Linked DNA regions of Macaca mulatta: region 2 is linked to region 1. The links are chromatin contacts, called in public Hi-C maps. All regions are on one chromosome and are shown on one strand. Each heading gives the region's core, a stretch centred on a gene start, on an enhancer-like site or on the middle of the called end of the contact. The rest is flanking DNA. Distances are from core to core; before and after follow the strand shown.

Region 1 (4,280 bases), core at 605-3,104:
TATTTTGAGGTGTCTTTCTCTCAAAATTTCTTTTTTTTTTTTTTTTTTTGAGACGGAGTCTCGCTGTGTCTCCCAGGCTGGAGTGCAGTGGCGTGATCTCGGCTCACTGCAAGCTCCGCCTCCCTGGTTCACGCCATTCTCCCGCCTCAGCCTCCCAAGTAGCTGAGACTACAGGCGCCCGCCACCACGCCCGGCTAGTTTTTTGTATTTTTAGTAGAGACGGGGTTTCACCATGTTAGCCAGGATGGTCTCGATCTCCTGACCTCGTGATCCACCCGCCTCGGCCTCCCAAAGTGCTGGGATTACAGGCTTGAGCCACCGCGCCCGGCCTCTCTCAAAATTTCTTTCCAGCCTTTAAAACAACCCCAACTGCTGAACTGCCTTGGGCCCACGATCTCTCCGCAGTTAATCCTGTGTAGATATTGTCCCAGTTTATCTTCTTCTATTGTTTTAGATCTGACTTTACTGAGTTACTGTTCACCTTACTGGTTCACCTGGCCTTAAATCTCTGTCTCTGTCTCTGTCTTCTCTTTCTCTCTCTCTTTCTCTGTGTGTGTGTGTGCACATGTGTGTGTATGTTTAGGTCTCTTGCGTACTCATTGTGGGGCTTAGCCTAGTTGTCGATGCTCCCCTCCCTGATCACAGTCCAGTTAAGGCTGGCCTAAAAGTGGCAAACCCTTTTCCCCTCCTTTCCTCTAGTCCAGAGTCCAAGATGTGGGTAGAAGTGTTCAGTCAGATAAAACTATCTGAGAATGCCAGTGTCTCCCAGGCCACCCACTTTCCTGGAGAATTTTGAGAATGTCTTTTGTCCCAGCCCCACATAGAGAAGAATCCTACCAGGCAATACCAAGGTACCAAGCAATCCTGTCTGTAGTAGCTTTATTCTTCCTCCTCACTGACATTCCCAGGGGCTTTATGAAGGGTGGGGAGGGAGAAGGGGCAGTTCTGCTGTTTGGAGGGATGTCAGGGTCCTCTGAGGAAAGGTGGGACATATATCTGGGGGCAGTAAGGCTGTGTGGGTTACTGTCTCAGGTCTTAGAGTTGCTACTCTGTCTGTGTCTTTCTCTGAGTCAATTAGTCTTGATTTCCACATCTGTTTTGGCTTCAGCCTCTCTCACCTGCCCTCTTCCATGACCCAACAGCCTGACTGCTAGCTAGTTCTTGCCATAGTGGCCCAAACTCATGCTGCTTTGTAGAGGTGGGAGGGGAGGAGATCATGGAAACAAGGGAAACCTCCTGCTGACACCTTCCTTTCCTTTCCCAGGCCTCCAGCCCCCACGCGCATGCTAGGCCTCCTTATCAGGGTCAGGACGAACGAGAGGAGGCCTACGGGGAGAAATAAGGAGAAAGAGGGAAAAAGCATTGAGAGGAGCAACGGAGAGTTGGGGGCAGAGTCAGGGAGATGCGGGAGGCTCCCTCGGGAGCAGGGTCGCCCAAACCGTATAGGAGGGGAAGGGAGGACGGATCGCGCAGGCTCTGACAGCCCAGCCCAGCCCCGTCAAGGCTCCCAGGTTTCCTGTCTCTTTCTCCTCCCAGCTCCTCTTCCTCTCTTGTGAAATTTCTCCCCAGAGCCTCTCCTGTGCCAGCCGATCTCTGCTTCTGTATGTATTTCTTCCTCTGCCCGGTGTCAGCGACTGTCCGTGGGTCTCTCCATCTCGCGTCTGTCTCTGGTCTCCAGTTCAGCCTCCCGGCCTGGCCCTCTTGGTGGACGGTGCTCCTGGCGCCCCTCCCCGGGCGGCACTATTGGCGGAGAGGTGACGAGAAGGCGGTGTCTAGCCGCCCTCCAAGGGCAGGATTAGTCGCCGCGACCCAAAGGCGGGCAGGAGGTGGGCCCGGCTGGGAGGCGGGCGGGGCCGCTGGGGCCGAGCCCAGAGCTCCGGGCGGTCGCATTGTTTTCCTCCGCGGATCCGCGGCTGGACTCGGACCCAGGGCTCTCCCGACAGCGCCCTGGACCCCAAATTCGAGTACCATCCAATTCGGACGCTCATCGCATCTCGCCTGAGCACAACCACGGATTGCGAACTCAGCGCAGCGCGTGGCCGCTTGCCGTCCGCGGCGATCTCCATCTCGCTGACCCGAATCCTGGAGCAAGTACCCGGGGCAGGGAAGGGGCTGCGGGGAGGCGGGGAGGGAGCAGGAAGGCGCGGCCGGCGGGGGCCAAGCTTCTGAAGCGCCAGGGGACCAGGGAGGGTGTCGGCGCCCGGTGTGCCTGGCTGACGGAGAGGGTCAACGAAATTGGGGTGCAGGGAAGAAGGAGGCACGGTAGCCGAGTCCCGTAACTGTACTGGTGGGAGCAGAGTCTGGGCACCTCATTCAACTGGGCTTTCTTCAAGTCGCATCCCGCTGGATTGGGAAGCGCGAAAAGGGATTATTTGAGGCGCGCACCGTAGAGAGGGTGGAAAATCTGGCCCCTTGCTTTCCCGGCAGGGAAACTAGGGATCTGAGACCCGCGGAGAACTAGACCCTCCTGACGTCCCTGAAGGGATGGGAAGAGGGACGCATCGTTCTGGACTTTGTGTCACGGGTGCTCCTCTGTCCTTGTGCAAGCCGGAATCTGAGCACCCTCTGAAGGGTTGGCTCGTGCAAAGAGGCGGCAAATGGGGTCCCCGAGCAACCTCGGTCCCAGCGCCTATCTCCTTCCTTCAGCCCGCTCGGCCCGGGGCTTTGTTAGACTGAGGTCTCCCAAGGAGGATATCCGAGCTGGCAACTGCCTCCTAAGCCCACGGACCCCACTCAGCGCCGGCCTCAGGCCCGCCCTCGTCGGTGGCCTCAGCCTCTGGCCCTGTTTCCCTGGCCTGGGAGACCCGCCTCCGCTCCCCAACCCCCGCTCCCATCCCCTCTCCGTCTGCGCCTGCAGGCCCCTCCAGCCCCTCCTCCCGCTAACGTGGCTCTGGGACCCGGTCCCGGCCCAGACTCTGCTACCGGCCCCTCCTTGGAGCCCCGGATCCAGTGAGGGGGAGACACGTCGAGCCCCTGGCCCTAGGCCCACCTCTTTCGAGGCTCTAGACACCTGGATTGTCCTGGTTGGGGGTTGGGTGGGAAGGAGGGTAGGTGCTGAGTGTGGGGCTAAGGGCTAAGAGTGGGGGAAATGGCTTGGAGAAAGGAAGGCTCCGGTTCCACAGGCTCCTTGGCGCGACCCTGCTCCCTCTGAGGAAGGTGGACTGGGGCGGGCGACCAGCCCAAAGGCTTCCTGCTATTGTCCCCAGCCCAGTCTCCCCTTCTCCATCCCTTCCACAGCTCTGCTAGACTCTGGCTATGACCCCAACCACTCCCCAGAGGTGGCTTCGGGGCCAGGAGAGAGAAGGGCTGTTTCCTCTTCCCAGCAAGGGGAGGATCTGGAAAGGGGAGAATCAGCCAGGTCTCTCCCATGTGCTTCAGATGGGGGGTGTGAAGCAGCTCGGATTCTTCCAGGGCAGAGTGATCTTTTCTCCAGGCCAGGAGTTGAGGAGCTGACCAGATGCTGCTCCCCAAAAACAGCTACAAGAAGCCCTCTTAAAGATGTATCATAGTTGAGTCTAGAGGGCCAATGCAAAGGCCAGCCAAGCGTTTTTAGAGGCTGGACTAATCCAGCCTAAAGTGGGGTGTGAGAGTGTGTGTGTGTGTGTGTGTGTGTGTGTGTGTTTGTGTGTGTGTGTGTAGAGTGGGTGGAAGGGAGGCACAGCCTGCTCTCTCAGGGAGGAAGGAAAGGGCCGAGGGTGCTTGCTATCAGATCATTTTGCCTGGAAATGAAGAGCATGTAAATGAGATGCAAATTAGCCTCTATTGTCCCTAGCTAAGGCGCTTTTGCTAAGAAGGCTGTTGGATTCTGAGGGTTTTAACATGGGAGTGGTCGCCATGCCCCACAAACTCTCCCAGTGACCCCCTTTGCCAAGGCTAGCCCTGTAGTTCTAGGAGTTTCTAGAAAGGGGCCATCCCCTTCCCCTACATCTCTGGGCATGAAGCTACCAGCACCTTTGTAACCAAACTATTAAGAAGTGTCATCAGGTTCCTCCCATTTTCAAGGCAGCATCTCCCCTACCCAAGCCTCAGCAGACTTTTCTTGAATTTTTATATTTACTTGTAAGGGATGTGGTAAGGGGAGTGTAACACAGTCTCTTCCCTCCTTTGTCCTGTCTTCCATCAGGTCAGAGGTTTCCTATCCCACTCAAGCCCCCAAAGGAGTCACCACCCCAGGTAAGGAAAGGGCAGCAGCTCCTGAGGGCACGGGGTGGAAGCAGGCATGAGCAGGGAGCAAGAAGAGGGGCCGGCTCTTCTCCCCACTTGCCAGAGACCAAAGTTGT
Region 2 (4,280 bases), core at 536-3,035, 85 kb after region 1:
CCTGTTTGTTTTTTAAAGAGACAGGGCCTCACTCTGTGGTCCCGGCTGGAGTGCAGTGGCGCAATCACAGCTCACTGCAGCCTCGACCTCCTGGGCTCAAGCGATCCTCCCACCTCGGCTTCCCGAGTAGCTGGGACCACCAGTGGGCACTACCACGCCCAAATGATTAAAATTTTTTTTTTCTTTTTTTCTCTGCACAGACAGGGGTCTCCCTATTTTGCCCAGGCTGGTCTAGAACTCCAGGGCTCAAGGGATCCTCCCACATCAGCTTCCCAAAATGCTGGGATTACAGGCGTGAGCCACTGCGCCCGGCCAAAACCTTTCAATAAGTGTGTGTTTTAATAATTCATAAAGTGCTTGAGCTCTTGACAACAAAGTATTCTATTATCCAAGGGTAATTAATTACTTTATTTAAGAATTTGGATGGGTTTTTTGTCCTTACTGTCATCAAAGCAGGTGTGAAAATACATGTCTAAGAACATCTCTACTGGATTGGGTGGACCAAGTGATTAAATGAATGGATGGCCAAAATTTTGTTACATTGTTGATAGTAAGCCATAGATTGTCCTTTTCCAAAGACAACGGGGTGGGGGGACCCTCTAGAGAGAAAGCCCTTTCGGGAAAAGGGAGAGGAATGGGATGACCTCTGGCTCAAGGAAGTATGTGAGAACAGGAGACAGCCAACGGAAAGGAGAATTGCAGTGGAAGAATCTATGTTTCTTTTAGTATTGCTCAAGTCCCCACTGGGCGGCCAGCTGTACAAACAACTGTGAAAGAAGCGGAGTCGAGGCCGGGAGCGTGGCTCACGCCTGTAATCCCAGCACTTTGGAAGGCCAAGGTGGGCGGATCACCTAAGGTGAGGGGTTCGAGACCAGCCTGGCTAACATGGTGAAACCCTGTCTCTATTAAAAATATACAAAAATTAGCTGTGCACGGTGGCACACGCCTGTAATCCCAGCTACTCGGGAGGCTGAGGCAGGAGAATCACTTGAACCCGGGAGGCGGAGGCTGCAGTGAGCTGGAGGTTGCAGTAAGCCGAGATCGCGCCACTCCCTCTAGCCTGGGTGACAGAGCGAGACTCAGTCTTAAAAAAAAGCAAAAAAGCAGAGGCGGGACCCATACTGCTCTCGTTCAGATTACCGAGTTCACTAGTTATCTTTCAGGTCATTATTAGGGTCAGAGAATGAGGGTCGCCGTTTCCCTCTCTATCATAAACCCTACAGTTCCTCACACCAATGTCTGTCTGAAAGATGGGAACCAATTTGGGGCAGGGAGCCAAACTCAGCCTCTGGCGACAGGCCTCGGCTCCGGCACCGCCTCGCCCCCTAGTGGTCACCTCCGCGGCCTGGGCTTCCCTTGGTCCAGCTCCCCAGCCCCAGGTCTTACACCCACCCCCTTCTTCACCTCCTTCCAGTCCCCTCCCCTTCCTCCCGACAGCATCCCCTTCCTCTCCGTCCCCCTCCCCCAGCTGCCCCCGCTTCGGTGACGGGGAGCCGCGCGGTCCGCACCCAGAAGTCCGAGGCTGGGCTGGGAAGCGGTGTGACTTCTCACGGCACTCTCCTTTCCAGCCCTGACGCCCCCCGGAGTCCACACATCTCTTCTTTCCCCTCACCTCCTCGTCCGGGACGCTGCCGGCCGCGCTTCCACGGAGCCCGCCAGTTTAGTCCCGTTTCCTTCTCTAGTTAAGACTGCCTGTCAAGGACGGTTACTTTTTGCCCTTTTCATGTGTGCATGTTTTGGGGGCCTTTAACCCCCCCTCGTGGAGAAACAGAGGCAAGGAAATGGCGGACCCGGAAATGAAGACGCCGCGAGTAAGATTTCTGGCGGAGGAATCTGTGAAGGGAAAATGATCAGAAAACCCATACTCCCATTCGAACAGAAAGATGATGCATCCCCGAGGCTCATCGCATATCTGCTGAGGGACTTCTGAGGTGGAAAAGTGCGTCACCGAGGCATCCTAGGCAGGACTATTTAACGGGGCGGAGGACTGCTGGTTACGTGTGTTGCGCGTCTGAATAGTTCCAGCAGGGGACGGAGCCCGGGGCTCGTGTTGGCGCCAAGAACCTGGAGAACCGCTGAGGGAGACTCGGATCGTGCATCAGTCCTGCAGTTTGCGTCTTAACTCTTGGCTGCTTCTTCCGGGTCCTGAGCGGCCAGGTTTAGGTTGACAGGAAAGCCTCACTTCCTTATCCCAAACCTCGGCTGCAGCTGTTTGGGACGTTCCTGGCTTTGTTTGTGAATTGGGTTCTGGTGCCTGATGGACACATTTTTCCAGTTACAGCCCGAATGTAAGGACCCCAGAGCCAAGCTGTCCGTGCAAACAGTGAAACAAATAACTGAGTCATTTCTTTTCTTTCTTTATTATTTTTTTTTGAGACGGAGTCTCGTTTAGTCCGTCGCCCAGGCTGGAGTGCAGTGACGCCATCTCGGCTCACTGCAACCTCCGCCTCCCGGGTTCAAGTGATTGACCTGCCTCAGCCTCTCCCCACGCTGGGCTAATTTTTGTATTTTTAGTAGAGACGGCGTTTCACCGTGTTGGCCAGGCTGGTCTCGAACTCCTGACCTAAAGCGATTCGCCCGCCTCGGCCTCCCAAAGTGCTGGGATTACAGGCGTGAGCCACCGCGCCCGGCCTGAGTCATTTCTTTTTGGAGGCCTGCAAGAGGATGGAACATGAGTTTGCAAATCCATTTAGTCATTTTATTTACCAGTTGATCCCTGTCCCCACCCACCAATTGCCATGACTGAAGGACTCTGAAGGGGCCTTTCAAAACTCAGTAAAAATAGAAAAGGACGCACTGCTTATCCTTCCTGGCCCCATTCTCCGTTAGATTGGGACGGTCTTTAGATGTGGGGTTTTCATGGCCTAGAGGGAGGATTTGCCTTTTTTTCTCTCTCTTGGGGACTTCTCTAGATCATCCTTATTTATGATACACTGCCCAATGCTGTCCTATCCATATTGGTATTTACAGTTTCTCTTGAGAGTTGGAGTCTTGTCTCATTCCCGTTTACATTCTTTTGGCTCAGTGCTTTCCTATAGTAGGCACACAAAAACCAGAAATTAAGCAGATAACGTATTTGAGTGAATTCGTTTATCTTGTTAGGCACCTAGGAGAATTATTACCTGAAATATGTTGGTAGTCAGTGGGCAAGCAGAAGAGTGGTTGTAGCTGTCTCCCTACTTTTCTAATTTTAAGTTGATTTTGCCCTTTCATTATTTATCTGTTCAATGCGACGTTCACCATTTAATGTCTAAATGCTATTCAAATCATTCTTCCTCTAAGTTGAATATTATTATAGAAAGATAAAATGAGGCCGGGCTCAGTGGCTCACGCCTGTAAATCCCAGCACTTTGGGAGGCTAAGGCGGGCAGATCACCTGAGGTCAGGAGTTCGAGACCAGCCTGGCAATATGGTGAAACCCCATCTCTATGAAAAATACAAAAATTAGCGAGGCCTGGTGGCAGGCCCCTGTAATCCCAGCTGCTTGGGAGGCTGAGGTGGGAGGCCCCCTTGACCCCGGTGGGTGGAGGTTGCAGTGAGCAGTGATTGCGGTGCTGCACTCCAACCTGGGTGACAGAGCAGGACCCTGTCTCAAAAAATAAAAAATAAAAAGATGTATAAGCTGAGTGTGAAAGCAAGGCTAATTTCTCAGATTTCTATGGCTTCCCTTGTGAAGAGAGAGAAAACTAGACTCCAGTCCTGGGATTGAATGTTTTTATTAAATAAATGAGTTAAATGGCAGCACAAATCAGCAACAATAATTTTGGAAGGATTGGGGACAAGATGCAGAGTCAGAATGTAATTGTTCATTTCAGGGTCTCAATGTAGCTGAACTGTGCCCACTGATTAGTTTTACATATTGCAAATGCAGGAGGTAAGGCTAAAATACTAAGGACTTACGCCATTCAGAAGATTGTATTGAAACCTTAAAAACTATAATAATAGTAGGAATGCATATTAAGATTTGATAACTTTCTTTAGCTAGAGTTTTCAACCCACCGGAGCAAAGCTGTAAAGTGAGTAGGGTTGAAGAAGGGATACTCTTGAGAAAAGAAATTAGCTGCTTCTAAAATGATTCAGTTATTTTCCCTATTTTCATTTTCCATAATATTTCCTCCTGTTTTATACCTCCAACTACCTTCCTGATTTCTCTGAGGAAGAAAAAGAATATAAGAAAGAGCAGGATCAAAAAAAAAAAAAAAAGCATGAGACTTAATCACTTTAGCCTTTCATAGCAGATAACTTCAGATTAAAACTTCCGAGGTTTTCATCACCCCTTA

Evidence for each region. A called contact is a pair of places that touch in the nucleus more often than the background predicts.
Region 2: a contact with region 1 is called in a Hi-C map of fetal cortical plate, with 2.5 times the contacts expected there. The contact joins the promoter of GABPB2 here to the promoter of SEMA6C in region 1. A contact is called at or near these places in 2 of 14 Hi-C or Micro-C datasets (fetal cortex germinal zone and fetal cortical plate).

Annotation. Positions count from the first base shown.
Region 1 is chr1:115,944,019-115,948,298 of T2T-MMU8v2.0, forward strand. SEMA6C (semaphorin 6C) reads left to right here and starts at 1,855. Exons shown (of 19, transcript NM_001265715.1): 1 at 1,855-2,087; 2 at 4,124-4,173. It overlaps LYSMD1 (LysM domain containing 1), which reads left to right. Exons shown (of 5, transcript XR_003720475.2): 5 at 1,570-1,693.
Region 2 is chr1:116,029,232-116,033,511 of T2T-MMU8v2.0, forward strand. It overlaps GABPB2 (GA binding protein transcription factor subunit beta 2), which reads right to left and starts at 1,786. Exons shown (of 9, transcript XM_077947927.1): 1 at 1,613-1,786. It overlaps LOC144331465 (a long non-coding RNA gene), which reads left to right and starts at 172. Exons shown (of 2, transcript XR_013398533.1): 1 at 172-838; 2 at 980-1,813. It overlaps MLLT11 (MLLT11 transcription factor 7 cofactor), which reads right to left. Exons shown (of 2, transcript NM_001260657.1): 2 at 3,698-4,280.